Regions from separate parts of the Macaca mulatta genome. Here region 2 is linked to region 1. A link is a contact called in public Hi-C data. All regions are on one chromosome and are shown on one strand. Each heading gives the region's core, a stretch centred on a gene start, on an enhancer-like site or on the middle of the called end of the contact. The rest is flanking DNA. Distances are from core to core; before and after follow the strand shown. Region 1 holds the start of SNRPA (small nuclear ribonucleoprotein polypeptide A). Region 2 holds the start of EGLN2 (egl-9 family hypoxia inducible factor 2).

Region 1 (3,944 bases), core at 54-2,553:
GTTCCAGAATCTGGGGGCTGAGCAGTGGGTGTGAAAGGACCACAGCTAATATTTGAAACCATGGGAGCAGGAATTGAGGGTGACTCAAGTCATAAGGCACCTGACAGTTAACAGGGTGGGGTCCTTAAATCCGGAACCGGATCTGTGGTACCGGTTGGGTTACCTTGGGAGTCTTAGGTGGACAGTCAGTAGGAGTTAACTCATTCTTTGGGGCTAGATGTGGAAACACATGAGTAAGTTTGGGATATGAAGGCTCAGACCTAAAGTGAGGTGCCTTAAGGGTGCGACTTAGGAGCCCAGGGCTAAAGATTCGGAGAACTTAGGTTCACTACCCCCTCACATCCCAGGCCCGAGTTTGGAACCTTTGGGCTGACCTTTGAGTCAGAGGTCAAGAGGTCAAAATGGACACCTGGCAGGAAAAACGGCCTAGTTGTGGAGAAGGTCCCGGAACCAGAGCAACAAAAACGTCTGTGGGTTGGAGAAGACTCAGAGATCAGAGGCCGGTGGGCGCCGTGATAACCGGTGGAAAAGGGAAGGGAGTCAGGAAGTAAGGTACACCTCCCACTCCCAGAAAATGGCGGCCCCCGCACACTGCTTTTCCCATATCACGGAGTATCACACGCAACAGTGCCCGCCCATTTGGCGATCACGTGACAGAAAACGCAGCGCTGGGGGGAAGAGGCGGGACTTCAAAAAGGATTGCCTCCGGAAGACATCACAGCGCCAGACGCGTCCCGATTGGCAAAATACTAGTGACCTTTACTGATTGGTCCGTAGACCCGGGAGTCACGGAAGGAGGTGGGCTTTCAGGGAGTCGGGCGGGGTTTTTCTACCTAGGCGGGAACTCAAATATCATTTTGATTGGCAAGAGCTGAGCCCAGAAACGAGACTTGCTCTGATTGGTCAAGCTACTGCGTTTCCGCGCGGAGATTGCCTGGCAGAAAGGCAGGGGCGGTGCCAGGAGAGAAAGCTTCGTGGTTTGGTCTCAGGAAAGTAGCAGGCGCCGCTTGAGAGAACTGCGGTCCTGTCGGAAGGTAACCTGGGGTGCAAACGACCATCGGCGGCGGGCGAGCGGTACGCTTGGCGTCCGGGCCTTCCTGGGCCCGTCTGAGGAAACTTGCTGCTCGAGGCCAGGCTGCCCAAGACCTGTCCCCTTTTTTCTATACTGGCTCCCACATCCGGGTTTTTCTCCAGGACGGCCCTTCGGATGCATGGGCCAATGGGAGTCGCCATTTAGGGCGCTCCGCCCACGGGGTCGCGTAGAGCATCCTGGAAGTCGTAGTAAATCTCTCGAGAGTTCCCTCTGCACGCGTGCTGGAGAAGCGGGTCCTACGCACGCTTTGTTGCCCGCGCTTTCCCTCGGTCCTTCCCCCTACTCCCGCCTTACCTGACTTCCTTTTGGGAGGAAGATCCTTGAGCAGCCAACGGTGGGACAAAGGATTTGGCGAAACCCAGGGCTAAAGTCACGTTTTTCCTCCTTTAAGCCTTACCTCAACACTTCACTCCATGGCAGTTCCCGAGACCCGCCCTAACCACACTATTTATATCAACAACCTCAATGAGAAGATCAAGAAGGATGGTGAGTTCTCGGGATAGTCCGGACTCCAGACTGTCCCGCACGGGCTGGTCCCTCTTCCACCCCCTGCATCCGCTTCTCTTTCTTAAGTGTTCCTCCAGCCAAACTTCGAGTTAACCCCTTGGCCTTTACACAAACTACTTCCTGTCTTCAACACTCCATTAGTTCATCTTACACTCTGCCCTTTAACCTGGTCACTGTTGCTCATCTTACAAGGTTTGAGGTCACAGGACCCTTCCTCCAGGAAGCCTTCCCTTGTCCCTTCACGTGGCTGCCGCTGACTTCCCATACGCTGAGGCCATCTCCCATCACGCCCTGATTCCTCTGAGCTGTCGTGGGGCTCTCTCTCCTCCCAGTGGCCTTTGAGCTCCGTGAGGGCAAGGACTGGGGCTTTCTTGGGTCACCGGCTTTTTCAGTGATCAGCTCACAATGAAAATGTACCGTAATGGTGGCTAATGCTCTGTATCATGGGTTAGTCTATGTGCTTTTATATAAATGTTGATTACATTTAGTTCTTACAACAAGCTTGTAGGAAGAAGGCTGTTGTTATTCCCATTCCTCAACTAACAAACTGAGGCAGGGCGCGGTGGCTCACCCCTGTAATCCCAGCACTTTAGGAGGCCGAGGTGGGCGGATCACCTGAGGTCGGGAGTTCGAGACCAGTCTGACCAACATGGAGAAACCCTGTCTCTACTGAAAATACAAAATTAGCCAGGCCTGATGGTGGCACATGCCTGTAATCCCAGCTACTCTGGAGGCTAAGGCAGGAGAATCGCTTGAACCCGGGAGACGGAGGTTGCAGTGAGCCGAGATCACACCATTGCAGTACAGCCTGGGCAACAAGAGCGAAACTCCGTCTCAAAAAAGAAAGGAAAAGAAACTGAGACAGGGTGATGTGACTTGCCCAGGGTCACATAGCAAGTAAAGTGGTTGAAGCCACCGGTATAGAATTCTGCTTAAGAACCCAATTTTTGGCCGGGCGTGGTGGTTAAGCCTAACACTTTGGGTGGCAGAGGCAGGAGGATCACTTAAACACAGGAGTTCAAGATCAGCCTGGGCAACAAAGCGAGACCTTGTCTCTACAAAAAAAAAAAAAAAAAAAAAGGCTGGGCGTGGGTGGGGTGTGTCTGTGGTCCCAGCTACTCAGGAGGCTGAGGTGGGAGGATCGCTTGAGCTAGAGAGGTTGAGGCTGCAGTGGGCTATGATTGCACCACTGCACTGCAGCCTGGGCAGAGCAAGAACCTATCTGAAAAAAGGAAAAAAAAAAAACTCAGTTATTGAAATGGGAAAGACCGTCTCACGTTCTCAAGTAAATTATCACCTTTATTGAATCTCATTTTCTACATCTAAAAACTGAGCAAAATCATAATACCTTTTTTGCATGGATGTTGGGTGAGATTAAATTAGCTAAACCTTGCAGTATTTCTTTTTTATGTTAACTGGCAGCTAGTAAGGGCTGGATAAATGTTAGCTCTTATCACTTCAAGAAAATTGTCAGGAGAACCGAAGGAGCTTACTGGGATTCAGTTTGAGGTCACCAGTGAAGTTGCTCTTGAAGAAAGCAAAACCAGCAGCCGGGGCACTGGCTCACGCCTGTCATCCCAGCACTTTGGGAGGCTGAGGTGGGAGATCGTGTGAGGTCAGGAGTTCAAGACCAGCCTGGCCAAGATGGTGAAACCCCGTGTCTAGTAAAAATACTTTGGGAGGCTGAGGTGGGAGATCGTGTGAGGTCAGGAGTTCAAGACCAGCCTGGCCAAGATGGTGAAACCCCGTGTCTACTAAAAATCAGCTGGGTGTGGCAGCGCACATCTATAGTCCCAGCTACTTGGGAGGCTGAGGCAGGAGAATCACTTGAACCCTGGGAAGCAGAGGTTGCAGTGAGCTGAGACTGCACCACTGTACTCCAGCCTGGGTGATAGAGACTCTCAAAAAAAGATAAAATAAAACAAAACCAGGAATGTAAATTTTGCATATGCTTTTAGAGTGTGGTGCCTAACCATTATTGGGCAGTGCTGGGGACACACTGGTGACATAGAACGCTGGTTCTTTTTTTTTTTTTTTTTTTTTTTGAGACGGAGTCTCGCTCTGCCGCCCAGGCTGGAGTACAGTGGCCAGATCTCAGCTCACTGCAAGCTCCGCCTCCCGGGTTCACGCCATTCTCCTGCCTCAGCCTCCTGAGTAGCTGGGACTACAGGCGCCCGCCACTGCGCCCGGCTAATTTTTTGTATTTTTAGTAGAGACGGGGTTTCACCGTGTTAGCCAGGATGGTCTCGATCTCCTGACCTCGTGATCCGCCCGTCTCGGCCTCCCAAAGTGCTGGGATTACAGGCTTGAGCCACCGCGCCCGGCTTTTTTTTTTTTTTTAAAT
Region 2 (3,915 bases), core at 666-3,165, 50 kb after region 1:
TCTTGAAAATACACATTGGCACAACATCCCTTCTAGTCCGCGTTCCCTTTTCTCAAGGGCATCCCGCACTTTTTCTCCTCCGTTATAAAAGATACTTATGTAAATTACTGACGTGCGAATTTACATACATTTGCCAACTAACTGCGCAGCCATTTATCCATCTCTCACCCCCGTTCCTGGGCTGCGAGGAGGAGGAGGAGCTAACCCTGTAAATGAAGTCACGCGCACCGCGCTGCCGAACCCGGTGCCCGCGCTGGGGGGGAACGCGGGGTGGGCCTGTTCGTGTAAATCACATAATTTGCGTGCTCCGCCCCGCCAACGCCACTTGATTCCAACATGCAGGAAACGCCCCCTCCCAGACCCGGCCCCTCACACTGCGATCCCCCTCCCGCGCAAAGGGGGCGGGGCGGAGGATGATGCAAATGAACCTCGTGTCGGCCACGGAGCCCTGTTTCCTTTTTCCTTGGCTGGGGGCTTGTCCCGAACTTCCTCGCCCAGCGCGGCTCAGGTCTGCGCAGGCGCCGTTGCCTCCGTTGGGGCGCGGTCACGTGCCCAACGGGCGAGGCGGGGCGGGGCGTCGCGCGCGGTGGGGGCGGGGTATGGCGCGCTGTGCGGCGCAGGGCGGCTGGCACAAACGGCGGCGCCGGGGCCGGAGGAAAAAGCTTGGTGAGGAGGTCGCGGGGCGAGAAGGGAGCGGGAGGAGACTGAGTCGGAGCCGGGGCGCCGACACGAACAGGGCGGGGTGTGGGGGCGCCCGCCGGGGCCTGCCAGGGCGACCCCGGTAAGGGGGATGTGGGTGCGGCGCGGGGGAGGGGACGCGCGCCGGGGACGTTGGGTGCCGGCCGTTGGGGGGGTTGGGGTGGGGGCGGGGAGCGCGCGCCGGGCGGAGGCCGCGGGGAGGGGGAGGGGAGGGGGTCCGAGCGGCCCCTAGGCCTTGTCCCTGTCGCTACAGCTCTCCAAAGTGGCCTCAGGGCCCGCCCGGGGTTGGGGGCGTGGGGGTGCCCCGGAGGAGGGTGCCTTTTTCCCTCGTCCTGTCTCCGGGTGCGTGCACCCTCTTCCGTCCTTCCCTCTGCCGCCGCGGACCCTCTCCCCGAGGGCCCCTCCCTTCGGTCAGTCTCGGGACCTCCCTTCCGTCTGGGCGTGTGTCCGCCCCCGGCCGGCTTCCTCCCGTCGGGCTCGGGTCGACCCTACCGCCCCGCTCCGTCCCGGGCCCTCCCTCCCAGCTTCCCTCCCAGCTTCCCTCCGGTCTGTTTTTCTGTCTCTGGGTCCCTCGTTCTCTTTGTCTTTGGACTCCCCAGTTTCCTCTGTCTTTTGACCCCCCCGCCCCCAACTCTGATTCTCTCAGAATCCCCCACATTTCTCTGTCTGTCTCTGGAACGCCGAGGCAGATCCCTCCTATTTTCCAAACTCCCTCCTTCCCACCCCTCCACACCACCCTTTTCTACTCCAGCCCTCCTTTCTCTGTCTTTGGTTACCGCGTCCCACAACCCGCACCACAGTCCTCTGTCTTAGGGTCGTCTACCCAGCCTCTGGCCTCCAGCCTTTCCCTATCACTGTCCCTTGTCTGTCAGCGGACTCTCACACCTCCAGATTCTCAGGGTCTTCTCCCCGACTTGGCCCCAGGTTTTGGGGGACCTCTATAGTCAAGTCTGTCCTGGTCGTCTTCCCCACTCCTGCCCATGCCATCCCCTCTTTCCCTAGCCTGCCTGTCTCTAGCTCCTCTCACATCCCTTTTCTTTTTCCTTTTTCTAGCCACCCTGAAGGGTCCCTTCCCAAGCCCTTAGGGACGGCAGAGGACTTGGGGACCAGCAAGCAACCCCCAGGGCACGAGAAGAGCTCTTGCTGTCTGCCCTGCCTCACCCTGCCCCACGCCAGGCCTGGTGGCCCCCAGCTGCATCAAGAGGCAGAGGAGGAGGCGGAGGAGGGTGGCACCATGGGCCCGGGCGGTGCCCTCCATGCCCGGGGGATGAAGACACTGCTGCCATGGACAGCCCGTGCCAGTCGCAGCCCCTAAGTCAGGCTCTCCCTCAGTTACCAGGGTCTTCGTCAGAGCCCTTGGAGCCTGGCCGGGCCAGGATGGGGGTGGAGAGTTACCTGCCCTGTCCCCTGCTCCCCTCCTACCACTGTCCAGGAGTGCCTAGTGAGGCCTCAGCGGGGAGTGGGACTCCCAGAGCTACAGCCACCTCTACCACTGCCAGCCCCCTTCGGGACGGTTTTGGCGGGCAGGATGGTGGTGAGCTGCGGCCGCTGCAGAGTGAAGGCGCTGCAGCGCTGGTCACCAAGGGGTGCCAGCGACTGGCAGCCCAGGGCGCCCGGCCTGAGGCCCCCAAACGGAAATGGGCCGAGGATGGTGGGGATGCCCCTTCACCCAGCAAGCGGCCCTGGGCCAGGCAAGAGAACCAGGAGGCAGAGCGGGAGGGTGGCATGAGCTGCGGCTGCAGCAGTGGCAGTGGTGAGGCCAGTGCTGGGCTGATGGAGGAGGCGCTGCCCTCTGCACCTGAGCGCCTGGCCCTGGACTATATCGTGCCCTGCATGCGGTACTACGGCATCTGCGTCAAGGACAGCTTCCTGGGGGCAGCGCTGGGCGGCCGCGTGCTGGCCGAGGTGGAGGCCCTCAAACGGGGTGGGCGCCTGCGAGACGGGCAGCTAGTGAGCCAGCGGGCGATCCCGCCGCGCAGCATCCGTGGGGACCAGATTGCCTGGGTGGAAGGCCATGAAGCAGGCTGCCGAAGCATTGGTGCCCTCATGGCCCACGTGGACGCCGTCATCCGCCACTGCGCAGGGCGGCTGGGCAGCTATGTCATCAACGGGCGCACCAAGGTAAGGCCAGGTGGGGGCCTCTCTGGCGGGGCTTTGCAGCATCCTGGTTTGGCATTCAGTGCTCTGAGCACAGTGGGTTTGGAGACAGGCTTCTGGGGGGCTTCTGGGTTTAGGCAGTTCAGTGGAGTGGGTTGCTCACTTGTGGGGACTCGGGGGGGCCTTGTCCTCCCTGTGGGCCTTAATGTGTGCACCTGTAAGCTAGGAGTTTGTCCTGGAGCCACAGTGGTTCTTGACTTTGCCAGGAACTCTCTTGAAGAAACTCATGAGAGTTGCTGACATTCACAGCATGGGCCTTGGTGGGGTTCATGGCCTCCTGGTGTCTGTCTGGGGCCCCGGACCAAGCGCAGTGATGTAGACAGGCACACAGTTCACTTGTCTGTCCTCTGTTGCTGTCTGTCCCTGTCCGCATCCTTCCCTGCGCTCCTGTTGTCCATCCCTGTTTGCTGGCCCATGTCTCTAGTTCGTTCATCTGTCTCCCAGGCAGGAGAAGCAGAACGGGTAGGGTGTGATGAGTGAGCCCTGGGCTGAGGGAAGGAAAGGGGTGCTGCCCGCTAGGCCCAGTGCCTGGCCCTGGACTGCATTGTGCCCTGGGTCCCTACTGTGGCATCTGCATCGAGGACAGTCTCCTGGGGCTGGTACTGGGTCGCTGCCTGCTGACCCAGGTGGAGCTCTCATCCCCATGTCTCCCACCCTTCCCCGTCCCAGTCCCTGCCATCCATTCCCCCTGTCCTGTGTGTCACTTCCTCCCTTCCCATGTTTGTCTCTTCTCTCTGCCTTTATGTGTTTGTTCTTAGTCTCTTTTTCTTTTTGCTTTAGAACAGTAGTTCTTAATTGTATTTTGGAGTCTGGGTCTTTTTGAGAATCTGTCAGAGGCCACAGATTCTCTCTTAAAACAAATACTCATTTGCTTGGAGTTTCCAGGCAGTTATCAAGGCCTCATGGCCTCCAGCTGCCTGTTCAGGAACCTGGGGTCAGGAGCCCAGCACAGGGCAGTGGTCCACAGGGCCCTTCCGGCGTGCTGACAGGATCACTGTCTTCATAGGTGGTGTGGGGGCCTGGCCTTGAGTACAGGGCTTGGTGTCCTTTGGACAGGGC

Evidence for each region. Hi-C and Micro-C count contacts between places; a contact is called where the count stands out from the background.
Region 2: a Hi-C map of CD4 T cells shows a contact between it and region 1, with 4 times the contacts expected there. The contact joins the promoter of EGLN2 here to the promoter of SNRPA in region 1. A contact is called at or near these places in 3 of 14 Hi-C or Micro-C datasets (CD4 T cells, cortical neurons and liver).

What each region holds. Positions count from the first base shown.
Region 1 is chr19:51,870,059-51,874,002 of T2T-MMU8v2.0, forward strand. It overlaps SNRPA (small nuclear ribonucleoprotein polypeptide A), which reads left to right and starts at 1,304. Exons shown (of 6, transcript NM_001257505.1): 1 at 1,304-1,579. The coding sequence starts at 1,507. LOC144337509 (a long non-coding RNA gene) reads right to left here. Exons shown (of 2, transcript XR_013410698.1): 2 at 1,317-2,173. It also overlaps a transcript of ACTMAP not described here.
Region 2 is chr19:51,919,622-51,923,536 of T2T-MMU8v2.0, forward strand. It overlaps EGLN2 (egl-9 family hypoxia inducible factor 2), which reads left to right and starts at 1,916. Exons shown (of 5, transcript NM_001261091.1): 1 at 1,916-2,820. The coding sequence starts at 1,984.